Regions from separate parts of the Cyprinus carpio genome. Here region 2 is linked to region 1. A link is a contact called in public Hi-C data. All regions are on one chromosome and are shown on one strand. The core of a region is the stretch at or near the end of the contact, and the rest is flanking DNA. Distances in the headings are between cores, read along the strand shown.

Region 1 (4,761 bases), core at 2,074-4,573:
GACGCCAAGAAAAGTGTGCATTCTCCAGTACAGAGAACCACTTATCTGGGCGTGGTGTTGGATTGGACCACGATGCAGGCACGTATGTCACCTGCTCGGATCGAGTCGATCCTCACTCCAGTCGTGAGAGTGAGAGAAGGCCGGTCACTCTCTGTCAAAGCAGTCTCGGAGATTGCTGGGTCTGATGGCAGCTGCGTCCAACGTGAATACTATTGGCCTGCTGTACATAAGATCCCTACAGAGTTGGCTCAAGACCAAGGGGTTCTCCCCGAGGGGAAACCCACTTCGCATGCTAAAGGTCACGCGGCGGTGCCTACGTGCCTTGGACATGTGGAGAAAGCCTTGGTTCTTGAATCAGGGCCCGGTGCTGGGAGCTCCTTGTCGCCGTGTCATGCTAACAACGGATGTGTCCCTCACCGGCTGGGCTGCGGTCATGAGTGGCCACCCTGCCCGCGGTCTGTGGAGTGGTCGCCATCCGACATGGCATATGAACTGCCTGGAGATGCTGGCCGTGCTTCGAGCTCCTGGACCTGAGAGATCATCATGTGTTGGTGCGCACCGACAACACAGCGGTGGTCTCTTACATCAACCACCAAGGAGGTCTGCGCTCACACCGTTTGTACAAACTAGTGTACCAGATCCTTGTGTGGTCCCCAGGACGAACTCCTCTTGCTGAGAGCAGTCCACATTCCTGGGCATCTAACTTGGGAACAGACATCCTGTCGAGGCAGGGGCTGAGGCCCGGGGAATGATGACTTCACACTGAGGTGATGAAGCACAGTTAGAGAAGTTGGCCAGACTCGGGTGGATCTGTTTGCAACTCGAGAGACATTGCACTGTCCCCTCTGGCTTCCTCTGACTCATCCAGCTCCACTGGGGCTGGACGTCATGGTACAGATGTGGCCGAGGCTTTATCTGTACGTTTTCCCCCGATTGCTCTGCTCCCGGGAGTTCTGGAGAGAGTGCGCTGGGACGGAGTCCGGCTGCTGTTAGTAGCCCCCGTTCTGGCCGGGCCGGGTATGGCCTGATTTCTCTTTTTGACGGCACTCCTTGGGAGGTTCCCGTCACGAGAGATCTCCTCTCGCAGGCGGAGGGTGCGCCCCCGCATGGAGCTTAGAGGCTGGAGGTGTGGTCTCTGAGGAGGCACAACTCTTAGCTTCCGGTCTCTCAACCGAGGTTGTTGAGACTGTTCTCCAATCCAGAGCTCCCTCAATGAGGAAACTGTATGTCTTGAAGTGGAAGATTTCACTTCTTGGTGCGGAGACCGCCAGCTCGACCCAGTTAAACTGCCCGGTTGGTACAGTGCTGGAGTTCCTGCAGGCCCTTCTCTCCGCAGGGTTGACCCACTCCACCCTGAAGGTCTACGTGGCGCCCATTGCGACCTACCGCGCCCCTCTCGGTGGCCAGTCAGTGGGCAGACACCCTCTGGTTACACGTTTCCTCTGCGGTGCGCTGAGGCTAAGGCCCTTCGCCAGTAGAAGCTTAGGCTAAGCGGTGGATTAGGATGCTATCCTGAAGCCTCGAGTCCTCTGATCTCCCCTCTCTTGGGGGTCAAGTCTCACTCCTCTGAAGTTTGGCCATTGGACGGGTTGTCCCGATTACTGTCAGGGTCCTGACTCCTTCTCTTGCTTTAGCTGTGCAGTTTCCCACACTAGGCAGAGATTTGTAAGTCTGGCGGCGTGGGCATTCTCGTTCCCCAAAGCGTCACCGACGCAGCTCGAGTTCCTGAAGAGGAACGTCTAAGGTTACGTATGTAACCCTGGTTCCTCGAAGGAACGAGACACTGCGTCGCAGTGCCACACTTCCGGCATCTCTGGCCGGCGCTTGCTTCATCCTTGAGGCTGGATACCGGCTTCGCCGCTCGTGCTTTTATGCTTCCTGGTCTATGACGTCACCCGCCTATGACGTCTCGCCCATCCATTGGACTGATTACACACGTGATTCAGAGACGTCACGCTAGAGGCGTTCCCCAAAGCGTCACCGACGCAGCGTCTCGTTCCTTCGAGGAACCAGGGTTACATACGTAACCTTAGACGTTTTCCATTAAGTTCTAACAATATTTCACAATATAGTTTTTTAACTAAAACAGTTATTTTAAGTTCTAACAATATTTCACAATATAGTTTTTTAACTATATTTTTGACCAAATAAATGCAGCTTTAATTAGCATAATAGACTTCTGTATATATTATATTATATTATATTATAATATAAAAAAATATTATATTATATTATATTATATTATATTATATTAAAACATTTATCGATATAAAATCATTTCTATGTGAATATGGTAAACATTAAGTATCATTGTATTGCCATGTCATACCATCTGTACCATGGTAACACCACAGTAAGGGTTTGCCTGGAGTTTAAGACCACATATAGTTCAGTGTTACAAGGGTTTGTGGGTCAAACTCATCATTACTCCTAACCCCGTTTGACCCTCCACACATTTCACCTCTGTCTGTCACTATCAGCGGGTTTATTTGTTTTGGTGTTTTCCGTGTGTTCAGCAATCAGCATTGCTGCTGTGGTTGCTGATTGCTGTGTGTTAATGAGGTCAAGGTGGCAAACCCTGTTCTGTATGTGTGACATAAACAAATATAGTTACAATGGAAGGATTTATACAAGTCTTTCCTCCGCCTCACATACACACACAGCCTACAATGAAATAGCAATCCTCCAAATGTCTCAGTTTGACTAATGCATCCTATCACTCATGTTTGTTTATGGTTTAATGATTAATGGTTCATAGGGGTGACATATCTTGCTTGCATAAGTTCCTCAAAACATCACGTTGATGCTTTCCAGGTTCACTTAGGACATGTATTACTCAAATATCTGTATCTAGATACGAGCCCCATTGCGCCTTCTCGTTTAGAGTTGCGTCAACTGTTGATTTGTCTCCTTCTTTTGCCTCATGATGCATAACAGAGCCCCCTAAATGACTCCAAAGAGGTTTTGATGTGTACTTTCAGATTTTTTAAGAATTGCTTCTTGGACTACTACTACTATTCTGTTGATTAATCACTGGATGAGTGAATTTGACAGGTCAAACCACCACTAGATGGCACTCTGATACTACACGACTCTCCTAGAAAACTGTTGCTATTTCTAAACTCTTTAGCATTGAAACCTGACATGATGATTGAGCGATGAGCTCCCAGCCTGTTGCACCAACACAGTTTGGTGATCCTAGAATGGCAAGGTCAGGAACAAACAGTTCTTCTGGACTTTTAGTTCACTTTTGTGGATCTCAATAGCAAGAGGACAAACTCTGAGGCTCAGGACATTGTGAATGGAGATACAGTAGACTGTCAGTCACATTGCTTAGCAAATAATCATTCTTTAATGGGCTATTTCAACTTAGTGCTGAGCATATAGTCATTTAGGCCAATTATAGCCCTCGACTGCCTGCTGTTAAGCAATTAGAGCGGTGAGCGACAGTGTAGCAGTGTAGCATTGAATGCTTAGTGTAGCCTGCTAAGACTTGACTCTTTTTTTTTCTTTCTTTTTCTTTCTTTCTTTCTTTCTTTCTTTCTTTCTTTCTTTCTTTCTTTCTTTCTTTCTTTCTTTCTTTCTTTCTTTCTTTCTTTCTTTCTTTCTTTCTATATTTCTTATCCTTTTCTTTCTCTAAATTAATTGCCATTTAGAATAATTTCTTCCAAAAGTAATGTATGGAAAAATGACGTGAGGACAAAACTCCAACAGAAAACTTACATGTTATTATTTTGGCAGTGATAATACATTTTTCAAACTGACTGCTGACTGGCACACTGATCCATCTCTCCCACCTCCATTAAAAGCATTCGCTCTTCTTTGTCTGTTGCTTGCGGTGGGAATTCTGTGTAGTGGCGCTGGAAACTGTGTGTGTGGTGGGATTTCTTCTCCTAACTGGAAATGAGCCATTCTGTTGCTGGGGCTGAAGGCCGTTGGACTGGAATTCTGTTCACTTGAAGTGGGGAAAAGAGGAATGGTGTCCCTGACCACAAGATTGCCAGGATATGGCTGCTTTGAATCTTGTAATAGGAATCAGAGACACAAGTGCCCTTCAGTTCCTTTACGCATGCAAACCACTTGAGCTTGCACACCGTATGTTAATCTTATTTCAGCAACACATTGTGAGCTTTCATCTCTGATGTGCATTATAAAACCAAATGATTGCTATACTAAATGCACGTCCTTAATGGTTTCATTATGTTTTTGTATGTGTGAAGTATTAATAACAGGTTACTAGCAGTCTCTGTGAAAATCAAAACATTGTTCTGTTTTTTTAACATTATAACTTGTCCAACACAGCAATACTGGCTCGATCAATTGTGTGAGTTTGGGGGGTTGGGGGTGTATCTGTTTTTATGGCCAATGGAAGACAGCATTCCCAGAAATTGCATTCACCTTTCAATGCTCCATCTATAATAATTTGTTTAAAAACATATATAGTGTGCACAACACTGCTGTCACTGTTTGACATGTCATGTCAGCTGCTCATCTTCATCACCTTTACTCATCCTCAGTTTAACAGTGCTGGCTAGGCATGACTCTGCAGAGCGGCTCTGCTCAGGGTCAGAAGATATTACAGCTTCTCCAGTTAGCAATCTTCAAATGCATCACATCCCTGTGCTCTCAGCCCTGCCTGTCTGCCTGTTTTCAAGCACTGTCCTGTTGTCGTGAGGTAACGTGAGCCTTCGTGAGGATTTTGGAAATCTTAATTGGACTTTGGGGGTGGGGTAGACGCCCAGGGAAATAAGTGGAAAGAGG
Region 2 (4,904 bases), core at 2,098-4,597, 54 kb after region 1:
CACCTGTTAACAAGATGCCATTGAATTGCAGAGCTGGTGCAAATAGCCACATCGCTATGATCAGATGCTTTCTTAACTACTGTTTTCTCACCACTGTCATTTTTGTTTTGTTTATTTTGTTATTAAGAGGAAAATATGTATTATATATTTACATAGTCACCAAACGTCACTCTTATTTGCATGGACTGGAGTCTGTATGTTTGCTAACAGTTTATAAGGTATTTGTAGTTTCTCTTCACTTCTAAGCCAACCTTTACGAAAATGAACCATGGTTTTATTATAGTAAAAGTGTAATAACATGTTTTTTGATGTATTAATTACCATTTGCATAACCAAAGTGTATATCACGGTTAAATTATTGTTTCCACTATAGTTTAAGGTTTTTTTTATGTTTTTTTTTTGTCTTTTTTTTTTTTTTACTTGGTTAATTTTCGTACCACCCCAGTGATGGATTTGTTTCTTACAAACATGCAACTTTTCACTTCACAATATGTTATTGATGGACTGGAGTGGTGTGGATTACTTGTGGATTATTATGATGTTTTTATCAGCTGTTTGGACTCTCATTCTGACGGCACCCATTCACTGCAGAGGATCCATTGCTGAGCAAGTGATGTAACAATAAATTTATCCAAATCTGTTCCCTTTTAAAAAAATAAATTAATCTACAACTTGGTTGGCCTGAGAGTAAATAAATAATCAATTGTTGGTAAACTATTTAACACAAAACTGCATTGCTGCTTTTTGTTTAACATTTTTACTATGAGGTGCTGGATCCAAATCCAGAAAGTAACAGACACGAAAGCACTTCATTTACATATTTTCATAATATATCTGGTTCCATCAAAGAACCACTGCGCTAAACTTTCACTCAACTTCATCTCTATCATTCAGATTCTTCACTATGAAAATGAAAATAATATATGCTGGCCTGCTTTCCCATGGTTTTATATGCCAGTGAACTGTTTGTGCTAAAAATGCTGTATATTATTTGTGATGTACGTCAGAATTTGGAGAGTAAAATGTTTTTTTTTTATCCTGCGCCTGTTAAAATCAAGAGGCGAATTGCCAGGCGAATTTGGTCACATTTCTGTCCTGCATTATTTCCAGATCCCAAGCTGTTTATTCATGACTTATCACAATATCAGGCCTCCCATTGTGTTTTGTTTGAGTTGTTCAGTGAATATGCCCATGTAAACAGAATACATCTGAAAATATTTACTCTAAGAATGGAGAATTCCATTAGAGGCTTGTATGTGCGAGTGACCTGAGTGTGATTCCGGCTCGGGCCACTTCCTGATCCTACCCTCCTCAACATTTCCTGTCACTTCACTACTTCGCTTGCTGATTAAAAGCAAAAAACTCATAAAAAGATTGGAAAAGACTTTAATAATGTCCATCATCCTTGTTTGTGCCTTTGTTTGGGTGAGTTTGTGTGTAGAGGCGTTCTGAAGTCAGACTGGCTTGTGTGTGTGAGAGAGAGAATTCATTTCTAAGTCAGAGACATGTTCTCCGGCCCATAATTAATGGCTCTGATGGAGATTCTGGACAATGAGGCCCTTTCAGTGTCGTAGGGAACGGCTCCTCGGGCCACATTGTTGCCCCCTCCATAACTCCTGACAGCTGGGTAAGCGAGGGAAACTCAGGCCCAGCGGGGGCAAGAGACGCCACGGCCTAAAAACGGCCCTGCGCCTACCAAATTGGATTAGAAGAGCTCAAAAAGAATGACAGAGTAAAAGAGGAGAGAAAGTGAGAGTGAGAGGGAGGGGGTGGGGGGTTGGTGAACTAAATAAAACTCATCAAGCTGGCGGTCGTAGCCGCAAAGTTAGCTGGACTCACAGTAGGACCCCTCTCATTTCCTCTGAGAGCGAAGGAACAGGACGGCTGAGGAGAGGTTGCTGGGAAGCTGTGATTGTTATTGATTTGAAGAGTTTTTAGAGGGACGGACTTGTCTTTTGATGTCACTGAGGCAACTTCAAAGTTGATGAGCAAGATGAGCTATTGATATTTGGGTTTCATTAGATTCATACGGCCAAACCCTATGCTTGTGATTTGTACTTTCTGAGAGCATGTTTTTGGTTGTAAGATTAATGCAACAGACAAAAAACGGAGACAAAAGGGGGAAAGCAGACAGACGGATAGACAAAAAGATGAAAAGAGATAGAAAGAAAGAGAGCAGAGTGAATAATCTTGACAGAGTTGAGTTGAGTTTCAGCCACACCAGGCTGCCTGCCCAGAGAAGCAGTGTGTGTGTGTGTGTGTGTGTCTGTCTGTCTGTCTGAAGGGGGCTGCTTTTTCAAATGGTCCAGTGGGCCGACAGTAATCTTTGCGACAGCACCTCCTGCCAAGCCAGTATCCCGTCATTGACCACTGAGAGAGGATGCCATTCAGAGAGCTTATTCACAAACGTTGCTATTTCCTTACACTAACTCTACTGTACTGATCTATAATATGTTTTCCAATAGTCGCTTTATCAAAGGATTTTGAAGTTTTCACACATAACAGGACTTTGATTTTAGTAGAAGGAAAAGAATCCCTTAAATTGGAAAATATTTCCTTACACTCAGAGAATATTATATATATATTATCATTTTTGAAAACATTTGTGAATTATTATTAAAATAATAAAAACATAGTATTAGTTTTTACAATTATTTAATGATTAGAAAGCTTAAAAGAACAGCTTTTATTTCAAATAGAAATATTTAGCAATATTATAAATATCTTTAATGTCACTTTTGATCCATTTAATGTCTCCTTTCTACATAAAAGTATTTTAGAATAAAAGTACAAGTATTAATTTATCTTAAATCTTACTGACCTTAAACTTTTGAATGGCTTCTTAGTAGGGAAAAAAATAGCATAGCTCAGTTAATTTGGTTTTCTGAGAAAAAAAAAATGCGTTCAAATTTAGGTTAATCTAAACACATATTGAGATGCAGAGATGAAACTTTAGAGGAGACACCTGGTCTTTTTCTGAGAAGAAAAATATAAGCAAGAGAAATTTCTCTGTATTTAATCTCAGTGCTGTCTAGGAAAAACAACTGAGATATTGCAGAGATCATATTTGTTGAATGATCTGTGGCATGTGTGGCTTTAGTGTCACTAGGGGGCGCTGTGGTCATCTGTGTGTGAAAATGGGCCATGGAAATTCTGTCACATAATTCTACTCTCTCTGCCCTTCTTTCTCTCTATCTTATCTGTCTATCTCTTACTTTTATAGTCAGACCAATGCACTGTTAGTTTGGTGTGGTTCAGGCTTTTGTATTCGCAAAGTAACTGGGCCAGTTTTTCTTGTGATGCATCTGTTTTACTTGGAAAGCTTTTCTTGGCACACACAGCACGAGGTTTAACACAAACACACTGTCTTCGCTCCTCATTTCTTCTCCGAAGAAAAGTAAACCAGCACAAACTCTGACCTTTACATACTCTTTGTCAAGACCATGGAAACAGGTTGGCATTTCTGTGCTAATAGCATTTTGGTTAGATTAATGTGTGTGCATTTGTAACTATGGCCTTGGCCACGCTGTTTGTCCACACAACAGATTCCTTGAGTGTCTGTATACTAGCCTAGCTAGGTGAGAGGCAGACATCACAAACACACATCCATGCACACTGTTTCTGTTTTTAGACATCAGGGCAGATGGACAGGTGTTGAAACAGCAGACAGCATAGTCTCACAGTGAGTCAGCCTGCCAGACAACCTAGGGGTCACACACACACACATACACACGCGCAGTCATAACTAGGGTCATGGCAATAGTCACTGAAGCCACATAGACCAGTAGGCCTGTTTTAGAGCGACGGAGGCAAAAATAAACCCTGAGGAATGACATAGAAGCCACACACAGCTCTGCTGATGTATCCAAACGCTGTCTTTAGTCTCAGCCACTCACACACAAAAAAACTGATATTCTGCATATTCTTTTAGAATCGTGTTCGTTTTTCTGAACAATTGCAACAAAATTGATTCTGAAGCGCATTTATAGATGGTTTGAAATTTTAATATAATTCGATTTTTGTAAATCCTCTGATAGTCTCATGCAACTCAAGTTCAAGACAGCGATGTGGCACGATGAGCATGAGCCAAGGCAAAGTTTCCAGATTTCCATCAATCTTTTTGTAAAGATTTTTGAAAAAGAAATTAACCCTTTTATTCAGCAAGGTTCTGATTGATCAAGTGGCAGTATAATGTCTTCTATACATCAGAATAAAATATATCATGGATTCAGCAAAAATATTAAGCAGCACAAATTTTTTCAACATTGATAATAATCAGAAATGTGTCTTGAGCAGCAAATCAGCATATTAGAATGATTTCTGAAGGATCATGTGACACTGAAGACTGGAGTAATGATGATGAAAATTCAGCTTTGATCACAGGAGTAAATTGCATTTAAAAATATCTTAAAATATAAAACAGATATTTTAAAATGTAATTATATTTCACAATATTGCTGTATTTTTATCAAATAAATGCAGCATTGATGAGCATAAGAGCAAACAATATTAAATACACACTATATTGTCTAAACAAATGGATCAGATTTCAAAATGATGACTAGCAAAATGTGAACATCAATCCTATAGACCAGTTTTGAGCACACACACAAAAACTGATTTTCTGTGTATATGGGTGGATAGACTGAATATTTATTGGTCTTCTTTCTCAATTGGTCACAGGAATCAGGATGTGAAGGTATAAGATGGCCTGTTTGGGGAGGTAAAATTAACTGCACAAATATACTTTAGATTTCCTCCTCTCATCTTGAGGCCCAGACAGAATGTGTCAAATATTCTGAATTCGCTGAGCTGATTTTAGAAGAAAAATCTGCTGAAGTCTGTGGAATGGATTTAAGCATGTGAAAATGTGTCAGTTTGAAGAAATGTCTGACAGGTAGCTG

What was found. Hi-C and Micro-C count contacts between places; a contact is called where the count stands out from the background.
Region 2: a Hi-C map of skeletal muscle shows a contact between it and region 1, with 2.1 times the contacts expected there. The contact joins two enhancer-like sites. A contact is called at or near these places in 3 of 8 Hi-C or Micro-C datasets (liver and skeletal muscle).

The regions. Positions count from the first base shown.
Region 1 is chrB13:9,304,063-9,308,823 of ASM1834038v1, forward strand. No RefSeq gene overlaps it. Among protein-coding and RNA genes, the nearest start is that of trnai-uau, 80 kb to the left of the region's middle. Within about 2 kb of position 3,324, at least 1 of the 8 cell types and tissues checked has an H3K27ac peak or open chromatin away from gene starts, as enhancers often do. A contact at or near this core is called in skeletal muscle, where this site is marked.
Region 2 is chrB13:9,358,469-9,363,372 of ASM1834038v1, forward strand. No RefSeq gene overlaps it. Among protein-coding and RNA genes, the nearest start is that of LOC109076348, 63 kb to the right of the region's middle. Within about 2 kb of position 3,348, at least 3 of the 8 cell types and tissues checked have an H3K27ac peak or open chromatin away from gene starts, as enhancers often do. A contact at or near this core is called in skeletal muscle, where this site is marked.